Linked DNA regions of Pan troglodytes: region 1 is linked to region 2. A link is a contact called in public Hi-C data. All regions are on one chromosome and are shown on one strand. Each heading gives the region's core, a stretch centred on a gene start, on an enhancer-like site or on the middle of the called end of the contact. The rest is flanking DNA. Distances are from core to core; before and after follow the strand shown.

Region 1 (4,030 bases), core at 482-2,981, 130 kb after region 2:
TGTTCACTTGAGCATCTGATGTACCCCAAACACCTGTGTGAAACGCTCTCTGTCCAGGATGCGTCCATAGCGCAGGGTGACGTAGAAGGTCTGTTTCCCACTGTACCGCTGGATACGCACGAACATCTCCTGAGGCCGGTCCTTGGTTTCTGTCAGGGGAATCACATCTGCCATGGGACAGTATGTGTCCTGCCGCCAGCCCCAGAAGTTCAGATGGGCCACCCGCAGCGTGGTGCCAGACTCATTCAGATACAGGATACCAACCAGTCTCCGTAAGAAATAGCTCATCCAGCACAGCATGGTCAGGGCAAAGCCCGATATCCCACTCATGAGGCACACGGTGTTGAGAGTGAGGAGGCCCTGGGAGTACAAGTAATAGCCTGGTGGCAGAGCTACCACTGTCAGGGCAGTCTGTGCCAACTTCAGTCGTGACAGGAACCCGAACGTTCTGATGGCATCAAAACGGTAAAACATCCAGAATTTCTCAGTCTCTGCGTTTGGTAGTTTCTCCTTCGAGATGGGTGAACTGCTGCCCACCCACCTCTTAGGATCCTCCTGCCCACTGCAGCACCACAGCCCATGGAGAGGCCTTTCCCACACAGCTTTTCCCCGAAACCTACGCACAGCTCGGAGAAGGGCAGCCTGAAAGGGAGACAGTAGACCATTTCTCTCGTGGAACTCAACTACATTAATCACACGGTGAACATCTGCAAAGCACCATACTCTAAGGCTTCTGCCAATCCTGCAAGGTAACCGTTATTGCCAGAGGAGGGAAGGGTAAAGCCAGATGCTATCTCATGTGGGCATCACAACAGCTATCTAAGATAGTTATCACTATTTCCACTTTACCACTAGGGAAACTAAGCCCAGAGAGGGTAAGATATTTACCAAAGATCACACAGTCAGTGAGTGCAGCAGAGTCCTCCTTCCACCAGGCAATTCCAAATAAATACAAGAAAGGAGGTGCGGCCGTCATTAATTCAAAACATATCTAGGGAGGACAACCTCTGGGCTGGACAATGTATCCACAAGGGGGTGTGAACATTTCCCCAAGCAGGAAACTAAATAATCAATGTCTTAGTGGGGAACTCGAGCAACAAATCTGTGAGATATTTATTCCAATAAACTTTCTAATTCTCTGTTTGATTCATAGGCTATCTTGGGTGCTGGAGGGAACTGCTGCTTTCTCTTAGCCTAGTCTGGGGAAGGGGAAACAGCGGAGAAGGAGAAGGAGCGAGGCAGGGAGGCCCCAACACGTAGCACAAGGGTATTATTAGGTGGGTAGTGAAGCAGTAAAAGCTCTTATTCCAATTCTGATTCCAACAGTAATTTGTGAGCAAATTACTCCACACCCCTGAGATTCGGTTTCTTCGCCTTTCAAAATGGGGACTCAGAACACAGTGAACCAGAAGATGGTTTCAGAGTCCTCAACTTAGTACCTAATGCACTGTGAGAGCTCGGCGAGTTTTAGCTATTACTACTGTGCGCATGTGACCCAAGGAGGGCAGAGAAAGCCCGGGAAAAGCGAACTGTAACACACGCCAGAGCTTCCTCCCACGGATCCTCCGAGTCCGAAACCCGAGCGTCGGGCCTGCCCGCCCCAGCCCTGACCCCGACCCCAAAGAGCATCACCCCCTCAAGGCTCGCCACCCGCCTCCTTACCATGGCCCCACCACCTGCTGCAGGAAGTAAATCCCACCGGCCCCCGGAACCTCTAAGAGCGCATGCTCGAATGTACAAGGCGGGCGTGATCTGCGTTGCACCCTGGGAGTTGCGGTCCAGGAATCGTGGCTGGCGCTAGTCCCAGGGGTTATGGGAACGGAGTCCCCTCCTCTTCCCGACGTGCCCTGCGGCTCAGGGGCCGAACCCGGAAGTTCCGGGCCGAGTTCCTCGTGCCGACGTGTCTTGTAAGGTGCGGCTAGAAACTGGGGACATGGCAGCGCCTGGCCCAGCGCTCTGCCTCTTCGACGTGGATGGGACCCTCACCGCCCCGCGGCAGGTAAGTGGCGGCCGGCGGGCTGCTGGCAGCCGACGCGGAGCCCGTGCTGTTCCCAGTTGGGGCTATCGACCACCCAGGGTAGGCGCCAAGGGGTGGCTAAGGACCGCCTACGTCCTCACGGGGCTGAACCCTATTCTGGGTGCCCTGGAGGAATGAGAGGGAGGCCCTAACCAGCTCTTCAAGAGCTCTGGTGCTTGGAAAGATGAGACGGGGCTGAAGAACTCTTAAGAGCAGGAAACTTGTGCTAGGTTGGAAAATGTAATCTGGACTCACCGCTAGTGCTCGGGACTGATAGACCAGGATTTCAACCCAAGATCAGGCCCCCTTATCAGCTATGTGCCGGCCCCAATCCTGTAACCAATGGGCTGTGCCGTGAGTCATGATATTAAAAACAGGTTTCCAGGTCAAACCGACCTAGTGGAGTCTCATCTTCACCTCTTGACATCTGTGTGACCTTCAGCGAGTTATTAACTTCTCTGAGCCTCAACATCTACAGCTTTAAATGGGGATGTTACCTGTTCCATATGGTGTCTGTGAGGATCAAATGAGATTGTGTAAGTTCTTGAAAGTATGTTGCACACAACACACTAGGCCTCAGTAAATAGTAGCCACCTCCACCACACCCATCTCCAGCCCTTGCAATGGACTAGGGAGATGGAGGAGCCCTAGGTTATTACAGGCTGCCCGCTGAGAGCCTCCTTGGGCCCTTGGAAACTTGCTTTCCACTTTCAGATTTTGCTGCTACAGGCACAGATAAGTTTCAGTTACGATCAGCCTTTGAGGTGAGGCTCTCCTGGCCCCTTTTCAGAAATTGGCCACTGAACACTGGCCATTTCAACTTGAGACTGGACCCCAATGGTCTCACTATCCTCAGCTTCTACCCTCACCCCTCGTAGTTTTCGCTTGGTGGTAACAATGGTGTGCTCCAGAAGTCCACGTCAAATGCGTGTGACCTTAGACGTATCATTTTGCCCTTCTCAGCCACAGGTTTGATCTACCTAGTGATGACGCTCAACTCCCAAGTTCTTCAAAGGCTTTTTCTGATTCTGAAATTCAGTGATCACACACTTGGGTTTGTTAAAAGCCCATAGTGGTCTAAAACTCCGGTCCCCAATTCATTTTTTGTAAAGGGCCATATAGCAAATACTTTTGTCTTTGCTGACTATATGGTCTATAGTAACCACTCAACTTTAGTGCAAAACCAGCCATAAACCCTATATAAATACAGAGTGGCTGTGTACCAATAAAATTTTATTTATTTATTACAAAAACAAACAGCTGCCCAATGTGGTCTGTGGGCCATAGCGGTCTAGGGTTTATATTGCCACCCTTTTTTCATGATATCACTGGACCCTCTCAACCTTCCTCCATCTTTCTTCCCAGGTAGGATAGTTGTTATTACCGTTTTAAACATAAGGAAACACACTCAGTGAAGAACTAACCTTCTCAGTTTCACACAGCCAACCTGGTACAAGTCTCTGGGCCTCAGGATAATGGTTCCTGTCAAGTTTGCCATTTCCTATCTGTGCTAAGGTGGAAGCTGTTCTAGTCACTGGGTATGCCATTCAGGAAAGTGCTTCTGATTTTCTGATTTTCACAGTTCTGACTCTTTTTTTTTTTTTTAATACAGAGTCTCACTCTGTCACCACACTGGAGTGTAGTGGCCCAATCTCAGTTCACTGCAACCTCCACCTCCCAGGTTCAAGCAATTCTCCTGCCTCAGGCAACCAAGTAGCTGGTACTACAGGCGCGCACCACCACGCCCGGCTAATTTTTGTATTTTTAGTAGAGATGGGGTTTCACCGTGTTGGCCAGGATGGTCTCTATCTCTGGACCTCGTCGTGATCCACCCGCCTCGGCCTCCCAAAGTGCTGGGATTACAGGCGTGAGCCACCGTGTTCTGACTTTTAAAGGCCACTCCTGCAATTCTAGATTTTGTCTAATAGGTCCAGATTCCACTGTGAGAGTAGAAAAGATTGCACTCTATTACAAACCCTTCTGTACAATTTTAATCACATTCATTATTACTCT
Region 2 (4,287 bases), core at 1,617-4,116:
ACCTAGCATATAACCGGGCAAGGAAGAAAAGCTCAAACAATGGTAGCCATCACCAGGCGTGGTGGCTCACACCTGTAACCCCAGCACTTTGGGAGGCTGAAGCGGGTGGATCACCTGAGGTCAGGAGTTCGAGACCAGTATGGCCAACATGGTGAAACCCCATCTCTACTAAAAATACAAAAATTAGCAGGGCATGATGGCAAGCGCCTATAATCAGCTACTTGGGAGGCTGAGGTAGGAGAATCACTTGAACCCGGGAGGCAGAGGTTACAGTGAGCCAAGATTGCACCACTGCACTCCAGCCTGGGTGACAAGAGCAAAACTCCGTCTCAAAAAAAAAAAAAAAGTGGTAGCCATGCCATCATCATCATCATCTCCCTATTATTATTAATCTCTGTTGCATTTCTATTAACTGTCTGTCTTGGGAGAATGGAAATTCCCCAAGTAGGCGGCCTGCTCAACAGTTAATGATGGTAAAACAGTCTCACTTGCCTAACCACTTCGCCTAAGTGTTACTTGACTGACAGGGTGGGTTATTTTGGGGAGAAAAAAAATCAGTCAAGCTCTCGAGTGCACCGTCCCTGAAAGGTTTCTATGACAACACATACCTGGATGTTCCAGTGGGAGGGTCACCTGGGGAAGAGTTCAGAGCTAAAATCAAGAGGGGGCCCCACCTGGAGGCTGGGGGAGGTCCTCCCACTCCTCCTATTTTTCTGCCTGTGTTTTCCCAGCCCTGACTCTGTATCCCTTCTAAACCTCTTCACAGCCCTGTGGGGTAAGTACTATTATTCTTACGTCCATTTTACAGATGAAGCAACTGAGGCTTGGAGAAATTAAAGCTTGCCCAAGGTCAGTCTGCTGATCACACCTTGGATCATCTTAGACCTTTCTGGGTTTCATTTGTCAGACTAGAGGAGTTACACTAGAGTGAGGTTTCTCAGTCTCAGCACTGCCAACGTGTTGGGCTCAGTAACCCCATGTCATAGGATACTGTCCTATGCATTGTAGAGCATTCAGCAGTCCCCTCGGCCTCTACCCACCGGATGCCAGGAGCACCTCCCTGTCTCCCACCCCCCACCACAGTCATGACAACCAAAACTGTCTCCAGCTGTGGCTAGATGGCCCCAGTTAATAACCACTGGGCTAGGCAATAATCTTTCCTCTTTCCTTACACTTGTGCATTCTAAGTTTTTTAATTTTTTTTTTTTTTAGATGGAGTCTCGCTCTGTTTCCCAGGCTGAAGTGCAATGGCGTGATGTCGGCTCACTGCATCCTCCGGCTCCTGGACTCAAGCGATTCTCCTGCCTCAGGCTCCCAAGTAAGTGGGACCACAGACATTTTCTATTTCTTTGCAAGCATTTTCTATTTCTTTGTAAGTTCACCTGTCTGTTCACCTGTGACACCATGCCCAGCTAATTTTTGTATTTTTAGTAGAGACAGGGTTTCACCATGTTGGCCAGGCTGGTCTCGAACTCCTGACCTCAGGTGATCCACCTGCCCCAGCCTCCCAAAGTGTTGGGATTACAGGTGTGAGCCACCGCGCCCAGCCTACATTTTATTTATGTTTTTTTTTTTTTTTGAGATGGGGTCTTGCTCTGCCACCCAGCCTGGAGTGCAGTGATGCTATCACGGCTCACTACAGCCTCAGCCTCTCAGGCTCAAACAGTGCTCCCACCTTGGCCTCCCGAGTAGCTAGGACCTAGGCACATACCACCACACCAGGCTAATTTATTTATTTTTTGTATTTTTGTAAAGATGGGGTCTCCTTATGTTGCCTGGGCTGGTATCAAACTCCTGGGCTCAAGTGATCTTCCCACCTCAGCCTTCCAAAGTGCTGGGATGACAGGCATGAGCCACCACGTCTAGCCCACTCTAAAGCTCTTTCCCAGGACCCATCTCATGTGATCCATGTGTGTTCATGTGACATTGAGGTCTTTCATGCAAAGATCCTTATCCAGGGCCCTAGAGCAGCCCAGCACCTGAGCCAGGTGCTCAGGAAATCAGAATGAAAATCATCTCACCTGCTTGGTTGTCTGGCACGTCTCACTGTATCACCCTGCTTTAAAGGCACAGAAACTGAGGGTCCCTGGGGAGGAGGGACCCACTAGGGATCCCACAGTCTGTGAGCGAGAAAGCTGGGTGGGAGCCCTGATGGGCCTGACTCTAGGGCAGGAGTTTCCACGGTATCCTCTAAGGAGTTTGAGACCAGCCTGGGCAACATGGTGAAACCCCGTATCTACTAAAAATACAAAAAAAAAAATAATAATAAACAGGCATAGTGGTGCACATCTGTAGACCTAGCTGCTCAAGAGTCTGAAGTGGGAGAATCACTTGAGTTAAGGAGATCGAGGCTGCAGTGAGCCAAGACCGCACTGCAGCCTGGGTGATGAGAGTGAGACGCTCTCTCAAAACAAAATAAAACAAAAATAGCTGAGGCTGAGAGAGACAAATGCCTGAGAAGGAACGGTGGGTCTGACCTTGAACCCTGGTGACTCCAAGTCAGGAGCTGCCTCTGGGACCCAGCATACAGCCTGGCACCTTCCAGGCAGAGCCCCTCCCTCTGCTGCCTCTGAATTCAGCAGGAGACTGAGCGTTTGCATACACTTCATGTCTGAAAACTTCCAGGATTCCCAAGATTCATTTCACAAAGACTTTTCTCGTAGGACAGGTATTTGAAACATCAGGTTAACAAGTACCCAGCTTGAACAAAGCCTGGGTCTTCACAGCATGCTCAGTTTGTAGAAGAGAAAAACCCTACTCTGGGCTCTAATTTGCTTCAGCTCCTTTAAACACATCCTGAGCCCTGCTGTGTGCCAGATGCTGTGCTGAATACCTGGCACCAGAAGACCAATCGGGCCCAGGACTTCTCCCCAAGGAGCTTCCTGGCCAGGCGGAGACACCCCTGGAATAGACCATTTAGGAGCCTGAGGCCTGCATGTAGCACTTAGTCAGCAGTTAAGTGTGGAAGTATAAGTGAGTAAATGGATGAATACATGAGGGTGTGAATGAACTAGAGAATTAATGACTGAATGAATTAATGAAGTTGACAAATGCTATTACAGAAGTGAGCACAGACTATGATAGCCCAGCAGAGAGGCATTTAGAACCTTAGCTGTGGCCACAGGTGATGGTGCAGGAGGAAAAGCCAATATCTGTGCAGCATTTTCCATTTCTTTGCAAGTTCACCTGCCTCTATCATCTGAGACTCACCCTGAGGATGTTCTTTGGTTGTCTGAGAGTCTGCTCAACCTGAAAGGGACAGGTGGCCAGAAGTGCTGGGGAGCTGACATCCTGAGCAAGCAGTTCTTGGCCAATGACGGGGAGTAGTTGGTGTAGAAATACCCCAGCTTCCTTGCTCCACGGTGGGATAATCCTAAAGTGACTGTTCTGTGCCGGCTCCCAGTGTTCCCCAATGGAACGGAGCTGCAGTCACCCACAGTGATTATTTGCTAGATAACCCACCCCTTATTATCGACCCACCAATATCTCCTGGAATCATCCTGAGATCACCTCCCAAATAAAGCACTCAAATCTTTGTCTCAGAATCTATTTCTAGGAGAACCCAAACTACAAGAGTGATGATTATGAAAACATTTATGGTCATAGCTAATATTTGTTGAGTGCTTACTACATGCCAGCCACTGCCTGCTACGTGCTCTAAGGCACTTCTCCCACTTAACACTCATGAAATCTCTGAGATGCAGGCATTATGATCATCATCCCATTTTACAGATGGGACTGAGGCTCAGAAGTGAAGTCATCTATGTAAAGTCACGTAATTCTTCATTGTCACAGCCAGAATATGAGCCCAACTCTCTTTAACTCCAGAGTTTGAGGATATAACCATTCTGCCATGCTGTCTCCTGATTTTCTTTTCTTTCTTTCTTTCTTTCTTTCTTTTTTTTTTTTTTTTTTCTTTGAGATGGAGTTTTGTTCTTGTTGCCCAGGCTGTAGTGCAATGGCACCATCTCGGCTCACTGCAACCTCCGCCTCTCGTATTCAAATGATTCTCCTGCCTCAGCCTCCCTAGTAGCTAGGATTACAGGCACCTGCCACCATGCCCAGCTAATTTTTTTGTTTTTTGTATTTTTAGTAGAGACAGGGTTTCACTATGTTAGCCAGGCTGGTCTCGAACTCCTCACCTCAGTTGATCTACCCGCCTCAGCCCCCAAAAGTGCTGGGATTACAGGCCTGAGCCACCGCGCCCGGCTCTGTCTCCTGATTTTCATCTTCCATTGTCTGTAGGGAGGAGAGATGAGGACGAGAGGGAGAAAGGATGCCTGGGCT

The links. A called contact is a pair of places that touch in the nucleus more often than the background predicts.
Region 1: a contact with region 2 is called in a Hi-C map of induced pluripotent stem cells, with 2.9 times the contacts expected there. The contact joins the promoter of TMEM186 here to the enhancer-like site in region 2. A contact is called at or near these places in 4 of 7 Hi-C or Micro-C datasets (blood, induced pluripotent stem cells and stem cell-derived neural progenitor cells), 1 of 1 datasets of contacts at active chromatin or transcription factors (stem cell-derived excitatory neurons) and 1 of 1 other capture datasets (stem cell-derived neural stem cells).

The regions. Positions count from the first base shown.
Region 1 is chr18:11,439,292-11,443,321 of NHGRI_mPanTro3-v2.0_pri, forward strand. It overlaps TMEM186 (transmembrane protein 186), which reads right to left and starts at 1,732. Exons shown (of 2, transcript XM_510804.8): 1 at 1,663-1,732; 2 at 1-642. The coding sequence starts at 1,665. The coding sequence ends at 4. It overlaps PMM2 (phosphomannomutase 2), which reads left to right and starts at 1,874. Exons shown (of 9, transcript XR_010152260.1): 1 at 1,874-1,999.
Region 2 is chr18:11,307,660-11,311,946 of NHGRI_mPanTro3-v2.0_pri, forward strand. ABAT (4-aminobutyrate aminotransferase) reads left to right here. Exons shown (of 25, transcript XM_063796604.1): 10 at 1,213-1,318. Among named protein-coding and RNA genes, the nearest start is that of ABAT, 44 kb to the left of the region's middle. Within about 2 kb of position 2,867, at least 1 of the 24 cell types and tissues checked has an H3K27ac peak or open chromatin away from gene starts, as enhancers often do. A contact at or near this core is called in induced pluripotent stem cells, where this site is marked.